Regions from separate parts of the Gossypium arboreum genome. Here region 2 is linked to region 1. Evidence: chromatin contacts called from public Hi-C data. All regions are on one chromosome and are shown on one strand. Each heading gives the region's core, a stretch centred on a gene start, on an enhancer-like site or on the middle of the called end of the contact. The rest is flanking DNA. Distances are from core to core; before and after follow the strand shown.

The links. A called contact is a pair of places that touch in the nucleus more often than the background predicts.
Region 2: a contact with region 1 is called in a Hi-C map of leaf, with 4 times the contacts expected there. The contact joins the promoter of LOC108486444 here to the promoter of LOC108465412 in region 1. A contact is called at or near these places in 4 of 5 Hi-C or Micro-C datasets (all in leaf).

What each region holds. Positions count from the first base shown.
Region 1 is chr6:65,665,476-65,669,232 of ASM2569848v2, forward strand. It overlaps LOC108465412 (pyrophosphate-energized membrane proton pump 3-like), which reads right to left and starts at 1,415. Exons shown (of 15, transcript XM_053029737.1): 1 at 1,063-1,415.
Region 2 is chr6:65,888,799-65,892,779 of ASM2569848v2, forward strand. LOC108486444 (protein MANNAN SYNTHESIS-RELATED 1-like) reads left to right here and starts at 2,431. Exons shown (of 7, transcript XM_017790500.2): 1 at 2,431-2,584; 2 at 2,773-2,897; 3 at 3,690-3,840. The coding sequence starts at 2,796.

The DNA.
Region 1 (3,757 bases), core at 165-2,664:
CCTAGAAATGTGATCATGGAAGTACTCTACACTGATCAGAACAAAATCTAACATCATAATTATGCTCATATTGCTTAATATTAAGCAGCCAAAGCCCCTACTTATGACTGTATCTGAGTAGATAAAAAATGAGAACCTGGAAAAAGGTGCAAAAGTAATTGCATAGACTAAAAGATCTGGAAAGAACAATCTCATTGGTTTTACTGAAACTGAACATTTAACCAGAATATCTTTAAAAATCTCAGCTTACTGTGTCAAGAATTGCATAAAATACAATTCAAGTTTTGCTAAGTGGAAGGATGGGATGGAAAAGAAGGGAGATGTAAAAATTTTGAATGCAATGGTTAGGCTTACGCTATGAAGGTGGTAACGAACCTAAGTACTTAACCATTAGATTAGAAAATTGTTCCTCACCCTTAACATCAAGCAAAGGCTCAACCTAAAATATTCAAACATCTTACAAGATTATAACCACCAAATATCATTTCGACCTCCAATTAACCACTTCACTTCCCCTATTGCACTGCCAAGAGATATTCCATAAAAAGTGCAAGATGTTGCAAAAGGCCATTAGAAGCTAATAAATTAGCCAAAAGATGAAGTAGATTTTATATTTTTCAACCCACACATTTGCAAGAACCAAACATTATTTTGTTCCATTTTGACCTATCATAAGACTAAAAAACAAGACCAATTCAACTCAAAATACAATAATTTCAGTTCAGCATTCATGAATCATGATATTTTTCTCCTTTCTTTTTTTCTGTTTTGTTCCCATTTTTCGGACCTCATGGACTGTAGTTACGATAGTAAAATGGAAATAAATAAAACGAAAAAGAAAAGTTAATCCGATTAAAGCATCCACTAAGTTTTCAATTTTCGAAGGTTCCAAACAGTTCTCATTCCCGACATTTCATCAAGAAAACAACCAAATGAAGGGACCTCCCTGAGAAATATAACAACTTAGGATCCAAAGCCAAAATCCCAGATTCAAAGTATTGCATAATTTGATCTAAAAAATAATCAATTAGATCTACAAGAAAAGAAAAAGATTACACATACCGTTTTCAGTGGCCGCAGCGAAACCAAGTAACCGCCATTAAAGGGAAAAAAACGTTAATGCTCTCCCTCCCTCTCCCCCCCCCCTTCTCTCTCTCTCTCTCTCTCTCTCTCTCTCTCTGCGGAAACCGAAATTTTGCAGGCCTCTTAGCCTTAAGATTATAAACTTTTAACAAGTCGAGAAGGATGAGTTATTTTTGTTTGTTTGATTTTTCTTTTCTACCTTTTTTTTGTTTCCTTCGGTTTCATTTTATTCTTTTGGTTTAAGCTTTTCTCTGCTTCTGTTTAAAAAATCTCTTTTGCCATGTCAGCGCTGCCAATAGTTTTCTTACATGTAAGCTGTTTCCACGACCAGACAATTAAAGCTTTTATCCATTAATTATTAAAAGATTCCTTCTTCTATAAATAAAAACTTAGGTACCCAAATTTTTTTATTATTTAAGAAAATGAACTATTTTGAAAATCATGCAAGTAAATAACATCTTTTGAACAATAAACATAGGTGCACTTTCACCTAATAGTTGTCTACAGGGAATAAAAATATTTTTTAGGTCGCGTCAATGCTTTTGACGTCACCAATAATATGTATATGGGAGAATACGAAAAAAATGACGTCACCAAAAAGCTATATATACTCATGCCCCTGATGAAATATCAGTGTAAGGTGAAGATTAGGATTTTGGGGAGGTTGAAAATTTTTTGATTAGTTGTAAGGGAGAGAAGAGAGAAATGTTTGTATTAAGAAAACATGGAGATCAGGATCGATTTTTTTTTTGTTTGTTTCTATTTATTTAGAAAATTTATAATTTGAATGTATGTTTTATTTAATAGTGATCCAGTGGAGCTCGGACATCGACAAATTTAATGGTCCGTTTCGTTAGTATAAATCTCCAATAAGAGAAATTTCAAACAGATGAATGAAACTCGAACAGAAAAATAAGAAATGGGACAAGGTTTCGAAGCGTGTATCAAGTCATTATTTTTAAGGTTATATTCGCTCCTACCTATCTTTAGTGTGCAAAAGAGTTTTAAGCAAATTAACCTCGAACATACAATAAAGCTAATGACTATTTGCGTTTTGTATTGATGAGAATAGTCCACTAAGCACTAAACAATGTATAACAAGAAATTCAATTTCTAAAAGGATTTTTGCCGTAATACTTTATAGAATAATCTAATAATATTAGAAAATAGAGGAATAAAAGAAAGAATTTTAGATTTTTTTTTCGGTGTGATTTCCAAATGAAATATCATTTTATAGGAATTTTCATGTCTCTTCATAAAGACATCTTTTAATAGTTCTCTTTCGAATAAATAAATAATAATTATTCATCTAATTTTATAACTATTCAACTACTATTGTTTGAATAGTTATAAGTCTTTTTCAAAAATCAAATGATATAACTTTTAACCAATGACCAAAAGATTTATCTTTTGATTAATTACACTCATTCATTTATAGTTATTGGAACAGTATAAACATTTGAAAATGTTCTAACACTTTTCGGAAGTGTAGATTTGATTCCTTAATTTCATATGTGTGACAATTTCAAATAACAATAGGAGTCTCGGTTGCTAGTGATTTATGTGGTAACGGGTTCAATTTGATTATGTAGGTCTTTTCGTTGGATGTGGTAAGGTGATAATAGGTTCAAATTGATTATGCATCTAACGAATGGTATTATTTGAGATTTTCTGGGTTAGGGGATGTTTAAAGGTTCTAATAGAATCCCAGTTGAATACTACGTGTGAGATTATCTCAAATATTAGTATTAAGAAAGTTGCTCATGTTGCCATTAAAAATGGTATTTTTCAATTTGTAAGACACAATGGTATCGATCTGGAACAAAATCAAATTCATCATTTATTTTTGTTTTATTAGTATTTAGAAACTTGCTCGTGTTGCTGTTAAACATGGTCTTTTTCAGTTTGTAGGACACGATGGTTTCGGTCTTGAATAAAATGTAATTCATCATTTATGTTCCGTTGTAATTTTTATGTTTTAATTTTCAATCTTCTTTTTTAAAATGTAGGAAAATATAAATCACGTACTAAAGTAAGTTATTTGAAATTATTTTGTAATGTTGCAAATGTCAAATATTATTTGAAAAATATTGGCTTTGAATTATATAAATTAATAATCATTTTAAAATTTTCCAATGTAAAATAATTTCTATTTAAATTATTTCCTCAATGTGAATTAATCGCTTGACAAGGAGCGTAACTTAAAATATAGAAAGATAAGGGCAAAATTGTAATTAGAGGAAAAAGTTTAGGAAAACTAATAGATATTTGATATATTTAATATGTATAATAATTTCCATTTAAATTAGTACCGCAATGGTAAATAGTTATTTCATTGGATATAACAAATTTAAGATCATAAATGAAATGAACGATATAATTTAAAAAAATAGAGAAAAAAAGGAATTGGGGGTAGAACAGTGAAAACATAAACATTAAGGGAGAATTTTAAATAGAAGAAAAAAGGAAGGATGAGAAAAAAAAAAGAAAGTAGTAAAAAAAATAAAAGAGGAAGAAAAAAAAAGAAAGTGGGAAAGGGAGATTGGTGGAAAAAAAGAAAGAAAGAGGGGCCATTTATGTAAAAATTACAAAATATTAGGCCATTTTTTTAAAAAATAAAAAATAAAGATCAAAAAATAAATATGAGAAACCATGACTAACCGGTCATATCACA
Region 2 (3,981 bases), core at 1,181-3,680, 220 kb after region 1:
AATCACGCATGCGACCTAGCTACATTTATCTTTCACGTAGCTCTCTTGTCTACATGGTGTCCTTCACTTGGAATCACGCATGCGACCTAGCTACATTTATCTTTCACGTAGCTCTCTTGTCTACATGGGATACATCTCGTATCACGCATGTGACCTAGCTACTACAGGGTGTCTCGTAGCTTTCTTGTACACATGATGTGCACTCAGCATCATACATGTGACCTAGCTACGCTCCCTCTATTTCATTCGATCTCTCCGAATGTTCAACCGGGATCTCTCTCTGTATTTATTTCCATTCTTCCCATAGTCAATTTATATTTTAACATCAGCTAGTATATTTATATAATAGGCTGAAATATAAGAATGTACATGAAATTATTGTAATATTTACATACAACTTACCTTGGTGCAAAATATGAAAATTTTGCAATTTAATCCAAAACTTTTTCCTTCCCCAGTTCGAGATCAATTCGCGTCTTTCTTGATTATGGAGCTTGAAAGTTGAAGAATCCCTAGCTATGGAGAGAGTGAAGTTTGGCAGCAACTAAATGGGAAGATGACTATTTTGTGTTATTTTTCCCATTTTATTTCATTTAATATCAAAATGACTAAAATACCCTTACTACTAAACTTTCCAAAATTCCTTCCATGTCCTAAATTTGTCCATGAACTTAAAATTGGTAGAATTGCTATTTAAGACCTCCTAATAAATATTTCAAAACAATTTCATACTAAAAATTTCTAGTATGCAAATTTTGCAACTTATTCGATTTAGTCCCTACTTTCAATTTAAACACTTTAGGCATAGAATTTCATCACAAAATTTTCACACAATCATGCAATCATATCATAAACCCCAAAATATTTATAAAACAATTATTTCTATCTCGGATTTGTGGTCACGAAACCACTATTCCGATTAGGCCCTAATTCGGGTTGTCACAGCATGATTGTTTCTATTGTAAGATAAATGATCCGATTTATACTGTAAGTAACCCTAATCTAGTAACGGAGATGGTTAGGGGTGTTACATTAGGGTTTTATCCTAAGTTCCAATAGTAAGTTTTCTCTAAACTTTGTTTTGTGATTATGTTAAATATATGTTTCTATGAACAGTTAAAGAGGTAGTGTAAGCCCATCACATCTATTGGCCTAAAATTGAGCCTTGAGACTTGCATAAATTTGGTTCAAGTATTGGTTCAATCGATTTTTTAGTTCAATTCAACCAATCCATATCGATTGGTGGGTCAATCAATTTTTTGCCTCTCTTTGGATTGGTTCCCCATCCAACTGGTTAGACTAGTTGGTTCGGTTTAAACAACATTAATAAAAAGGTAGTCTAAAATAAAAATAAAAATGCTAATGTGCTAAAAAAAGCCCTTAAACTATTATACGTTGTTTAAACAAGTCCTTATGCTATTTTTGTAGTTAAATAAGCTCATAACCTATAATATTTAACTATGAAAGCTCTTGATTTTAATATTAAAGTACAAATATTTTGAATCTTTAAACTATTTTGCGTTTTATGGTGATCTGAATTTGATTAGAAGAGTTTATTAAATAAAATAATAATTTTTAAAGGAAGCGAATATTTTATAATATCTTGAAAGTGTTTATATACATAACACATTTAATTATTTTTTGAAAATTTTCATTCTTGTTTTAAATTTCATGTTGATGTGAAAAGTATATAGAATTTTATTGCATTAACAAGAAATTAAGAAAAGAGCCTAAAATTTAAAATATTTTACTTTAATATTAAAATCAAGGGCTTTTATGCATAAAAATAATAATATAAAGATTTATTTAACTATAAAAATACTTGGTTAAATTTTGCTATTAGTCCATATAATTTGCGAAAGTTGTGGAATTAGTCATTGTACTTTTATTTGATCAATTTTTGTTCTTATACTTTTTGAATTGGCTAGTTTTAGTCTCTATACTTGTCGAATTTTAAAATCTTAGTCCTAACCCAAATAGTGACAATTAAATCCGTTAGTTTAAATTTAGAAACTAGTCTTGTATTATGCATTCAATTGTATATTTAGTCAATATTCTTTAATTTAATCATTCAAAGACCTTATACTTTTCGAATATTAAAATTTTAATCTTGACACAAAAGACAACTGCTAATCCATTAACATAATTCTTAGTGAGTAATATGTGAAAATAACAAGTTCACACAACAATAAACATATAATAATATGCTTGTAGCATCAAATTTTGAAAATAATAAAACCTAACTTAATGAATTTAACAATTATCGTTTAGTGAGAACTAAAATTTTAAATTTTAAAAATATAGAAATTAAAATTGATTAAATAAAATATAAAAACTAAAATTGATTAAATAAAATATAAAAACTATCTATAAGTTTCACAAAATACAATGCTTAATAGCAGAATTTAACCAAAATAGTTGAAAGGCCTGTTTAAATAAAAGCGGAGTAGTTTATGGGTTTTTTTAGTAGTATATTAGGTAATAAGAAATCAAAGCAAAGGGGTAGGGTACACATGGCGTAGGAAAACAGGCATCGTTTTCACTTTCAGTGCAAAGTGTCGGTGGTGTAAGGACCCCAAAAATGGTACTACTACTGCGCACCTATTATCATATTTACTTCATTTCATTTTCTCTCGTTGATCTAAACTCGCTGTTTCATCTTCTTGTTAATCATGCCTCTTCTTTAGGTTTAAACTTATTCTTGGGCGACCCTGGTTTTTATTTTTTGAGTTTTGAATTTCCTTTTTTTGGGGGGCTTCGCTTTTATTACAGAATTTTGAAAGAGAAAAGAAGAAATGGGGATTGATTTGAGGCAAGTAGTGGCCGGTATTCTCACTCTCACCATGTTTGTGATGCTTGGTCAAATGATCAAAAGAGACCATTTTGATTCTCTCCAAGTAATTCCCCCTTCCTTTGCTTTCTTCTTTGATCTAACTCTCAAGTTTTTCATGGGATTTTTATACTAAATCCAGTCCCCAATTTCACTTCACTTATCATAGCTTTGTGTTTTATTTGGTGAATCTCTGATTATGTGATAAAACCTCGAGCAAGTTGCTTCACTTTCCACATTATCTGTAATAATCACATCTTAGCTCGTTAAGATTCACTTGACATCCTATCTGCTGCATCTTTAAGAAAATAACAATATATTCTGACCATGATCTTCGAAAGTGGTGTAGTTGTTTGGTTCTTTGTGTATAAGATTATTTGGGAGCCTTTTTTTTTTTCTCAAAACTAATTGCTAATTCATGAAGAAGAAGAAGAAGAAGAAAATATGGGCTAACTTGAAACGTCCTTTTTGTTTTTAAACAATTAAAGCTATTTTATTTTCCAGGGGAAGTATCTGGAAAATTAGACTGAACAAGGTATAGAAAACAACCCATTTAAAGTTAAATTTGGTTTAGAAGAGTAATTTCAGGATTCAAGCATAGATGAGTGAAGGATTCTGCTTCTTTCAGATTTATAATTTCAGTCCTAGGCCTTATTTCAACGTCTCAAGCCTTTATGACCAACTAGAAGAAATTGTAGATGTTTTATTTTTGTTATTGTAAATTCTATTGATGCCAGTCTTATTTACTTATAGTGATTAAATAAATGTTTGCAAGTTTTTGCTTGATTTCTTTTCAATTCCGTGTAAAGCTTTGGTGTATTTACTCTAAATTTGATTATTTTCTCTCCTTGTTACGTAGGATAAACTTCCTGGAGAAGCTCAGGATGTTCAAGTTGATAATGCCAATGTTATTGAGAAGGATGGCCTTGTAAAGCCTTCGAAGGGGAGCAAAGGGCCTTGGATGAAGGACAGTCAAGAGCTAAAACCGTGTTGGAGCAGGACCACTTTTGGTTTGTTAACTTCACTTAACTCCCTGAAAAATGATCATTTGGTTTAGAAATTTTTCTTTACATGTATCATTATTCCGATGTCTACATTGTCACTGTGTATTGACGGTAAAAAATGTAATTAAATGTTTCTCTTTAATTGAT